2 separate regions of the Gossypium hirsutum genome follow, and region 2 is linked to region 1. Evidence: chromatin contacts called from public Hi-C data. All regions are on one chromosome and are shown on one strand. Each heading gives the region's core, a stretch centred on a gene start, on an enhancer-like site or on the middle of the called end of the contact. The rest is flanking DNA. Distances are from core to core; before and after follow the strand shown.

Region 1 (5,717 bases), core at 1,216-3,715:
ATAGTCTGTTCTATGTAAAGGATTTTGTTTTCTAAAAAAGTTTCTAAATGGAATTGGATCAGAATCGACGCCTTTTTAGTTTTGCATTCATTTTATGCATTTGCATTTCATCACATCACATGCATTACGTTTCAAAAAACCCTTAATTAATCTAAAATTATATTATAGTTACCCTGGAACATCAATACTACACGCGCAAAAAAACCAAAGCTATGGATCAAAGGCTGGAAAAATTGGAACAAATGCAGAAAGAAATGCAGGAACGGCTGCAAACACAGATGCAAGAGCAACCGGCCAAGATTCAACAGGATATGAAAGATTAGATGCAAGAATCGCAGAAGGACATGATGAATCAGCTAACTCAGTTGTTACTCGGAGGGCCAAGAAAGGGGAAGAGCCCTATGGTCAACCCAGATGGCGATAGCGAGATCCTTACTTACCCTCCAGGTTTCACCCCAGTAAATACCCTAGTACCATCTCAAAGGGTGTCTGTCAATATCAAACCCCAGTATCAGGCTAGTATTTCGGCACCAATGAATTTCCTGACGGGCTCGTGTTCTAAACCAGAGGACGACCAGGTAAATCCTTCGGTCCCCGACTTTGATGAGATGGAAGAGGTAGGGAAGGCAAAAGGAGAACTCTCAGAGTAGTTGAAAGTCCGATACAAATGGCTGGCAGAAAAGTTCAAGGCGCTGGAAAGCGCAGATTATCAATGTGGTATGGATGTTAAAGACAGGAACCCAATACAAAGCAGAATACGAAAAAGCCCCAGTTTACTCCCATTCCAATAACGTATCGGAGTTGTACAAAAATCTATTCGATGCACATGTTTATCCCTGTTCTACTTAAAACCGTTGCAGCCCTCATACCCCAAGTGGTATGATGCGAGTGCCCAATGTGAATATCATGCGGGCGTTGCAGGACACTCAATCAAGAATTGCACCTCTTTCAAAAGAGTGGTCGAAAAACTCATCAACATGGGTATTGTCAAGTTCGATGAGGTGCCTAGCGCAGGAAACCCGTTACCCAATCATACTGCTAATTGGGTAAATGCGGTAGTCAAGAATATAGGAAGGAGAGTTAAGTTGGATGTAGCGGAGGTAAGGACTTCGATAAGGGAGGTTCTGAAGAAGATGGTAGAAAGAGGTCTAATCATACAAGACTTTGGGAGCAAGTCCCGAGAAGTAGAGAACTATTGTGAGTTCCACGGAGAGGAAGACCATGAGATAGAGACATGTAATGAATTCAAGGCCCCAGTACAGGGTCTAATGGACAACAAGGAGATAGAGTTCTTCGAGTTCGCTGAGGAGAAGCATGTGTGCGCCTCAGAAGAGGAGCTAATAAATAAGGTCTGTTAAGTCAATCACCCAGTGGTGATCATTTCACGACCAAGAATAAATGAAGCTGGAGCAAGAACGACGCCAAAGATGGTGATTCAGAAATTGGTAGCTTTTCCTTACAAGGATAACAAAAGGGTGCCTTGGAGTTATAATTGTAATGTGACATTGCTAGGAGAGAGAAGGTTGGCCAGCACACTAGATACGAAAGTTGAGCCTGTAAAAGAGAAGTCTTTAATGTCGAAACAATGGGAGGAGAGGACAAAACCACTGGTTAATAAACCAGTAACAGCAGATGAAGCTAAAGAATTTTTGAAGTTTTTGAAACACAGTGAGTATAGTGTTGTGGAGCAGTTGCACAAGCAGCCAGCTTGCACCTCGATACTAGCTTTGCTTCAAAATTTAGAGGCACACCGTAATGCGTTGATGAAGGTGTTCAATGAAACCTATGTTGCTGAAGACATCTCAGTGAACAAACTGGACCGACTCGTCAGCAATATTAGTGCTGATAACTTTATTTCTTTCAGTGATAATGAAATACCACCAGGTGGCATGGGGTCCTGTAATGCCCCGATTTTTAGGCTTGGAAGTATTGGGCCTTGAGTTTGGGATCAGGTAGAAGACGGCCCGAATAATTTGGATATTATTATTATTAGAAAAATATTACTATATGTATGTTTGAAAAATTTTTATGAAAATTTTTATTACTATAATTATTATTATTAGATAGGAAAATATATATATATTTATAAAAGTATTGTTGTTTTGGTGTTTAAACTCTAGGAAAAAAATTTGTTTTAATTTTTACCTCATAGAGGGAATCTAGGCATAAGGCTTATAAAATAAATTGGGCAAGAGGCATGAAGAAGCGTACCTGACCTAGTGGTTAGCATGCTAGGTAGTGGGAAGGAGAGTTGGGGTTCGACTCCTAGCATATGAAAATGTGTTTTATTTTTCTTATATCAGGGAACGACGCAGGAAAGCCTTATATATAGTTGAGGTTAAAAGGTAACACAAAGGGAAGCTCGGTCCAGTGGCAGAGGCGCTGGGAGTGTGGTATAGTGCCTAGGTTCGAGGGTTGGCGCACGTAAATGCTTGTTTTTATTTTAGAAGCAAGGTCGTACTAAAGTAAGGTTTAAGAATAGTTGCGACCAAGTTACGCCACAAGGAGCGCCTGTGGTACACTGGTAGCAGCGTACTGGGCATGCGGAGAGGGCGCAGGTTCGAGTCCTTGAACGGGCGAATTCCGTTTTATTTTTAAAGTGGGCCAGAACTGAAGCAAGTAAGGTTTATAATTAATTATAACCATATATTAGTAAAGGAGAAAGCGTGGTGCAGTCGCTAGCAGCCCAGGCGAAGGTGCAAGGGGGCAAGGTGGATGGAGGTCTGGGGTTCGAGCCTCATCTCGCGCACGCAAGGTTGGGATTTTGCTGCATGCGTGGGGAAAGAGTTGGGGAGGTGGTGCCAACGGTGGGCTGATCGGTCAAGAGTTTGAATGAATTCAAACATTGAATGTGGCCAAAAATCAAGGAGCAATTCGGGGAATTAGAGTTTAGGAAGAATTCCTATGCCGAAATACACTCACTCGGCCATAACTAATAAGTGTCGTATATTTTGGCCTTTAGGATTCAGTTTTTTTCTTCTATTTTCTTTTCTTTTGTTTTCTCCTCTTTTCATCTACTTCTTTTATTCTTCTTCTTTTCCTCTATAGCCGAATCTTTCTACTATTTTACTCATCTCCACTTTCTTATCATTTGCTCCTAAGCCTTATGCACAAAAGCCGAAATCCCGAAAGCCTATATTTCTTCTGTGCCAATTTCTTCTAGCCAAACCCTCTGATTCTTCTCCATCTTGTGGCTGATTCTTTCTTCTTCTAAACCTTAAAGTTCTGTCGACAAAGCCACTACAGAACTCTCATATCTCATCTTCTTCACTGTTTCAAAAAGCCGAAAACCCCATAGTTTAAGGGCATTGCTGAATCTTTAGACCAAAAAAGGACCGGCTTCTGCTAGGGTTTGAAGGTTAGATCTACATCAAAACCGAATAAGAACTAAAGTGGAATCGTTGGCTGAAGGAACCGGTGGTAAGTTTTCGAAACTATTTCTTTATTTCGGGAGTTAAGAAAAGTTGAAACCCTTATGGCTGGCTAGCGTTTTGGACTAAGGGTTTTGTGCCTCTTTCTGTTTGGTTGTGTAAGCGTTAGTGTGGAAAAGGAGGCGTACAGCGAAGGGCTTGAAGGTTAACTAGGTTGGACATCTAAATCTATCCCATATTTCGGCAGAAAGGTAAGAACTTTAGGGTTTAAGGCATTGTTGGCCAAATATGGTAAGGGGTCTAGTACGTAGCTTGTTTTTGATATTTAGACTGATGTATTAGTAACTCGATTGTAGGCAACTCATGTGTGGATCTCGCTAACGTATCGTTATAAATCAGGTGTGTAAACGACACCCACTCATAGACTAGATCGGCAAAAGCCGAAAAGTCGAAAAGCCGGCATTTGTGAACTTGTAAGCGTGCAAGCTCTCATGAGGTGGTTTGGTTGTTAATTTTGGTAATCACAAGCAATATGATTACAGAGTGCGCAATTTCATGCACTTCGGTATATTTAGGCTTAATGGGCCAAAAATGGGTTAGTGGGCCAACGGGCTAAATTCGGTAAAAACGCTCGATAAGTGCTTCTGTTAATGTGTTAATGGTTAGAATATGTATGTAAACTCTAGAATAGTAAATTTTATTAAACTACCCCTAAGTATGAAAATGACTGTTATACCCTTAGGGTTAATTTTGACTGAAATGCATGATATTCTGATTATGTTTGTTGTATGCCATGACATGTATATCTGTTGCATGGAATCTGGGTTATGTTATGGAGGAAGAACCCGTTCTGGTAGCTGTGCCACATATTCTGATATAAGCAGCTTTGCTGCGGATCATAGTTAGTGCCGCAACCGGTGCTAACACTGTAAGTGTTAGGGATGGCGTGGGTGATTTATTCCTCACAGGAAGTGTGGGGATGGATGGAGGCAAGTGCAGGGTTGGATGGGTTTATCATGCATTAATCATATGAGACTGTTTTGTTATAGGCCAACTGTATTGAAATGGGGCCCAACTGTGTTAATATGGGCAAGGCCCAATATATCTCGACTTGTAATAGGGCTACGGCCCAGATTAATACTGATATGGGCTAGGCCCAATATACTCCGATACTGTAAGGGGCTATGGCCCAGATTAATATTGATATGGGCTAAGGCCCAGTTAACACTGATTTCTGAATAGGGCTTAGGCCCAGTAAAGCTTGAACTGATTTGGGCTCTGGTTGGGATACTTTACACACTGAGTTTTCCAAACTCATCCCCTTTCTCTTTCATCCTTGTAGGTGAGCTCTAGTTGGTAGACTTGGAGCTGGGCAGGATTCAGAGTGGCCACGAAGATTAAATTTTTGGTTTTTAAATAAGTTTCAATTAGCTTCCATTTAAATTTCGCATTTATTTTTGATTATTTCTATTTTGGTTAAAGTTGTAATAAGGCCGCTCTGTTATTTTTATTTTGGGTTTTTAAATTACTTAAATCGTTTTCAACTTGAAATTCACATCACTTAAATTGATTCCTTAAAATTGGTTAGCTCTAGAGCGCGTTTTATAAAAGTTATTTATTTTCAAAATATCACGATAACCGAGCAAAGCTTCCGCAACGTAAATGTTTTTAAAGGAAATAAATATTTTAAATAGACGTAAACTTAATTTGTTGTGCGTGGACAAGTAATAAGCTTAAAGTGTGGCAATGCATGTGTGCATGTCTAGGATTGGATCATGGAAGAGCTAGGTACTTAAGCAGTCTAATTGACTCACCTCCTCTTTTCTTGAATCCTACCTGGTGCGTAGTATTCATTCACTTTAAGCCATAACAAAGAAAGTTTGATTTTTCGATACTTAACTGTTTTTAAAATAACATGTTTCTGCCACTACAAAGGTTTACAAGTTTTCAAAGTTTCCCATAAGATTTTACAAGGTTATTAACAATGTTTTGATTATTACAATGAATCACGTTTTGGAAAAAAATAATAAGGCTAAGGTTTTATACAAGTTTAAACGGTAAAAGTTTCTAAACATCAAGAAGGGTTTTCAATAAAAATATGGTTTTCGAAAAACACTTCAATATGACACACCAGACTTGGCCATAATGTCTGAGCCGAGTTTGGGGTGTTACATGTCCACCAAGGCTCTGCACATCAGTACCCGATGTAAAGGGTATACACTACCAGAGGTATTGATTGACAATGGGTCGGCACTAAATGTCTTGCCCCTATCCACATTGAACAGGTTACCCATAGATAGCTCTCATATGAAGACATGTCAGAACATAGTGAGAGCGTTCGATGGC
Region 2 (5,717 bases), core at 2,314-4,813, 36 kb before region 1:
TATAAGTCAATGCTTATACCGATGGTTCACTTTTTGTATACTTGTTGAACCACTAAAATAGTATCGGATACACAGGAATCTCGCACACTAAGTGCCCAAATGTGGTCAAACCACTCTAACTCATATCTCATATCAATGTTCTTTCTTGAGCCATAAATGGGTCTGCTCACACAAGCTGTCAGTCAAGACGTAGCTACATGGTGCTGCTCATACAAGCTGTCAAGTAACCGTAACATATGCCGAAAACTCAGCCACCGATAGGACGTACGAGACCAGCACCTAGAACACGGTAACCCCTAATGACATGTCATTTGTATCCTATATATTCCTAAGGCTCAAATGGGATCCAAAAATCGCCAAAACTTCGTTGGATATTTCCGTAGAGTCATAATGCGAAGAATATAACATAAAAGTATTTAAATCGAATATAATTTAATGCTAATTAAATATACGAACTTACCTCAAACACGTACAGAAAAAAACGATTGATTAATCCAATACTTTTTCTTTTTCCCGATCTAAATTCGTACGTTACTTTTCTTGATCTATATAATCAAATTTAAATCATTCAAAATTCATTCTAAACAATTAAATCCAAAAATCATATTTTGGAAAATTTATACTTTTGTCCCTGTAATTTTGAATTCAATACAATTTAGTCCCTATCTCATGAAAATAAAAATTCATGCAATTTAATCCACACCATGCTAGGCGAATATTAACTTAGTCCATAGCAATCCCTTTATTTCATTTATTTCACATTTTCACCATGAATATTTTTCTATTTTTTTAAAATAAAATCCTTAATTGACAATTTCATCAAAAATTCGTATACAAAAGTTGCTCAAATATCATCAAATATTCATTTTCATCCCTTAAACATCAAAAACAACCAACATACATTCATGGTAAAATCCTAGACTTTTAACAATTTTGCTAATTAGTCCCTAGGCTAGCTAGATTAAGCTATAACGACTCCAAAAACATATAAATCATTAAAAATAGAGCAAAAATGCACTTACATGCACTAGGAATGTTGGCCAAATGTTGAATGATCAAAAATGGTGTCTTGCCCTAGTTTTTTTTTTTTTTTGTAGAAGAAGAAATTCTTCTTTTATTCATTTTTATTTTAAGTTGATTTATTATTTACTTAATTAACCTTAAGTAATAACCTTTAAAACTATGAAAAAAAAAGTTCATCTTCGTCCACTATTTATCTTAATGGTCTAATTACCAGTTAAGGCCACTTATATTCTAACTTCATGTTAAATTGACACCTTCTCTAATAGAACACAAGTTTTGCACTTTATGCAAATTTAATCCTTTTTATCAAATTAAAAATACAAACAATAAAATTTCTTCACGAAACTTTTATACGACACCACTAACATGTTGTAGACATTAAAATAATAATAAAATAATTTTTTAGATGTCGAATTTGTAGTCCCGAAACCACTGTTCCTATTTTACTGAAAACGGGTTGTTACATAATAATTATTGAATTTTCATGAATTTAAGGACTAAAATGTAAAATGTTCAAAAATTACTATGTGTGCTAAAATAATGAAACAAAATATTTAAGTAAAGTGTTATAAGAAAGTAAAGTGCTTAATGATAGTGAATTGAAATCTAAAGTGTGAAATGGTGTGAATATATGTTATGTTTGTATTTTTATGAATTATGAATAAAGTGAATATGTGAAATAAAAATGTAGTAAATGTGTTTGTGTGATTCAAAGTAAATAAGTCATATGATACAAATGATATATTTGTGATATTCAAGTATGTTATATGAAAGTGATATGTGAATAAATGCATTAGTGGACTTATAGGAAATATGATACATGATAATGAAATGATTTTAAGGTTGAACAAAGGGGATTAGGAGAGGAGAAGTGGGTTATGTGATGTGTTTAATGGAGTTTTGTTATTAGAGTTCCATTAAAGGTCAAGAGTTCTGTTTTGACCTAATGTATCGAAATTATTGAAATTTTTTAAGACTCACTAAGGACTGCAAAAGTGTTATGTGAAAGTAAAAGTGTTATAATGATATATGTGTTTCAGTAATACATGTGAATTAAGTAAAAGTGTTATAATGATATATGTGTTTCAGTAACACATGTGAATTAAGTATTAAGTGAAACATGTGACTTAAGAGTTTATGTTATGTTTGTGACATGAGACAAAGATTTATGTGAATGTGAAAGTTGATTAGTGACTATATGTGTTAAAGTAAAAACTATAAGTTAGAAAATTAATTTAAATGATTTTATGTTTTCGAAAATGAATTGAAATTTTAAGCATATTAGTGAAAGAAACTATGTGAATAAATATTATTAAAATTTTACTTGAATTGTATATATATCAAAATGGTAAGATTGAATCCAGTTGAGTACTTACTAGCTATTCACGTAGCTTAACGCATTTGTTTTAAATGCATAGGTGATAGATAAGTTTTGAAAAGAGTCGAGGATTGCTACTTCGGTTTGAATCACATCACTCCTCAACTTCAAGTTCAAGCAATTTGGTATATATATTTTGGATTTAGTTTAGCATGTACTTAGGTTTATTAGTAAAAAAAAAAGTGAATTATGTATAAATAATAATGTTTTGTTCTATAAGTTACCTTGATTATAATGAAACAAGAATATGTTTAAGTGGTGAGTTTAATGTTTAAATGTAACATCTTTTACTTGGATTGGGTGAGGGCTATTACAAACTAAATTGACAAATTTTGTAAATTTGAGACTAAATTTATTGAATTTTTAGACTTTGAACTAAAAGGACAAATTTTTGTAAACATTGAGGACTATTTGTTGAGTTTTTTTAGATTTAGAATCAAGTTGATAGAATGTGTAAACATTTTAAGGCTAAATTTGTTATTAAGCCAATAAAAATGGCCAACATCAGTTCTTCATCACTCGTTTAATAACAACATCTAATTGGAGAGTGATTAGAATATTTAATTTCGAAAAGTTGAGTGGTTAAATAAAAAAGTTAGCAGTAGAGTGGCTAAAATAGAACTAAAGATATAGTTGGATGGCTATTCTTTTATTTTACCCTAATACTTTAAAAGAAAATATTTGATACACTAGTAGTGAAGTTTTTATACTTCACAAGTAAGATTAGGGAGTTGAGAAGTGTCCTATAAAATATAGTAAAATATTAAAAAATTATATTTAAAAAAGAAACACATATAACTTTTTAAAACTATTTATAAAATAAAAAAATACACTACCAATATACTAAATATTAACCCTTACTTTAAACATAAATAAAATAAAATAAACCTCAAAGAATGTTCTATTTTTTCCTTTTTCTCTTCTCCACGTGACCAGATCTTGAAAGACAACAAGAAAAAGTAAAATTGAGCTGATGAAATTATCAACAAAAGGCCGTCTGTTTGAATCGAACCCACGACCACGTGATTAAAAGCCGCGCGCTCTACCGGCTGAGCTAAGACGGCTTGAGATTTCATTAGTTATTATTCATTATATTAATCAATTCGAAATGTTATTCCATAACAATACCATTGATCATGCGACTGCAGTCTTATCTTACACTGAGCGTCGTCCTGTCCTGCACTTGCCCTCTAATGCCCGCTTCTTTGGTTCATCTGCACACTAATAATTGCTCTTCAATTTTCGCTCACCCCCCTATGTTAATCCAAACACAAATAAACCCTACTCTCAAAATCCCATCTTTTTCTCGTAAACCCATCCAAACCCATACTTTAAAGGATATTTGCCTTCGAGGAAACCTCAAGGAAGCATTTCAATCGCTACCAGTTTCATCCAATGATCACCCGGACGAGACTTATGCCCCGGTTCTTGAACTTTGTGCTCAAAAGAAAGCTCTTTCTCAGGGGCTACAAATTCACGCCCACATGATAAAGTCTTGTTCCGTCTCCGAATCCATGTTTTTAGCTACTAAGCTTGTGTTTATGTATGGAAAATGCGGGTCAGTTCGGAATGCGGAGAAAGTGTTTGATCAAATAGGTCAACGAAGTATTTTTACTTGGAATGCTATGATAGGAGCTTATGTTTCAAATGGGAAACCTTTTGAAGTTCTTCAAACCTATAAAGAAATGCGGGTTTTGGGAGTTCCTCTTGATGCTTATAGTTTTCCTTCTCTGCTTAAAGCTAGTGGTTTGCTAAAAAATCTCTATTTAGGGGCTGAAATTCATGGTCTGGCTGTCAAGTTTGGGTATGATTCTACTGTTTGTGTTGTCAATTCTTTAGTTGCTATGTATGCCAAATGTGATGATCTTTTTGGAGCAAGGAGATTATTCGGGAGAATAGATCAAAAAGACGATGTAGTTTCATGGAATTCTATAATTTCAGCATATTCTTCAAATGGAAGATCTATGGAAGCATTGGAACTTTTCAGGGAAATGCAAAAGGCTGGTCTTGACTCTAATACTTACACTGCTGTTGCTTGTCTTCAGGCTTGTGGAGATTATTCCTTTAGGAAATTAGGTAAGGAGATACATGCTGCTGTGTTGAAATCAGCTCAGCTTCTTGATGCTTATGTTGCTGGTGCTTTGGTTGCTATGTATGTCAGATGTTGTAAGATGAGTGAGGCTGTAAGAACTTTTAACAAATTGGAAGAAAAGGATAAAGTAGCCTGGAATTCTGTGCTTACTGGGTTTATCCAAAATGGTATGTGCAGTGAGGCTTTGCATTTCTTCCATGATTTTCAGAATGCTGGTGAAAAACCTGACCAGGTTACAGTAATAAGCATCTTGGTAGCTTGTGGGCGAATGGGTTACCTATTGAATGGTATGGAATTGCATGCTTATGCAATAAAAATTGGATTTGATTTAGACTTGCAGGTTGGAAATACTCTTATAGATATGTATGCAAAGTGTTCTTGTGTGAACTACATGGGCTATGCTTTTAATAGGATGCCCGATAAAGATTTAATTTCTTGGACTACTGTCATTGCTGGCTATGCACAAAACAGTTATGCTTTAAAGGCTTTTGAATTGTTCCGAGAAGTACAATTAATAGATATTGATGTTGATCCCATGATGCTAGGTAGTATACTGCTGGCTTGTAGTGAACTGGCGTGTGTGTCCCAAGTGAAAGAAATTCATGGTTATATTATGAGAAGAGGCCTGTCTGATGTTGTGCTGCAAAACATGATTGTTGATGTATATGGAGAATGTGGAAACATAGACTATGCTGTGCAAACATTTGAGTCAATCCAGTTTAAAGATGTTGTGTCTTGGACAAGCATGATTTCTGCATATGTCCACAATGGGCTTGCTAATGAAGCTCTTGAACTGTTCCATATCCTAAACAAAACTAATATTCACCCTGATTCTATTGCATTAAAAAGTGCACTCTCTGCTGCTTCCAGTTTGTCTGCCTTGAAGTATGGGAAAGAAATCCATGGCTTTATTATTAGGCATAACTTCTCCGAAGGATCAATTGCCAGCTCTCTTGTGGATATGTATTCTCGATGTGGAATGGTTGAGAATGCACACACAATATTTAAGTCTATTCAAAGTAAAGATTTAGTCCTATGGACAAGCATGATAAATGCATATGGAATGCATGGCCATGGAAAAGTTGCCATTGATTTATTCAATAAGATGAAGGAAAATCTCACTCCAGATCATGTAGCGTTTTTGTCAGTTCTATATGCTTGCAGCCATTCAGGACTGACTGCTGAAGGTAGACAATTTTTTGAGATCATGAAATATGAATATCA

Evidence for each region. A called contact is a pair of places that touch in the nucleus more often than the background predicts.
Region 2: a contact with region 1 is called in a Hi-C map of leaf, with 1.9 times the contacts expected there. The contact joins the promoter of LOC107950887 here to the enhancer-like site in region 1. A contact is called at or near these places in 9 of 34 Hi-C or Micro-C datasets (callus, hypocotyl and leaf).

Annotation. Positions count from the first base shown.
Region 1 is chrA08:11,140,834-11,146,550 of Gossypium_hirsutum_v2.1, reverse strand. No RefSeq gene overlaps it. Among protein-coding and RNA genes, the nearest start is that of LOC107902147, 7.5 kb to the left of the region's middle. Within about 2 kb of position 2,465, at least 3 of the 9 cell types and tissues checked have an H3K27ac peak or open chromatin away from gene starts, as enhancers often do. A contact at or near this core is called in hypocotyl and leaf, where this site is marked.
Region 2 is chrA08:11,177,775-11,183,491 of Gossypium_hirsutum_v2.1, reverse strand. LOC107950887 (pentatricopeptide repeat-containing protein At3g63370, chloroplastic) reads left to right here and starts at 3,563. Exons shown (of 1, transcript XM_016885810.2): 1 at 3,563-5,717. The coding sequence starts at 3,595. TRNAK-UUU (transfer RNA lysine (anticodon UUU)) reads right to left here and starts at 3,465; the gene lies at 3,393-3,465.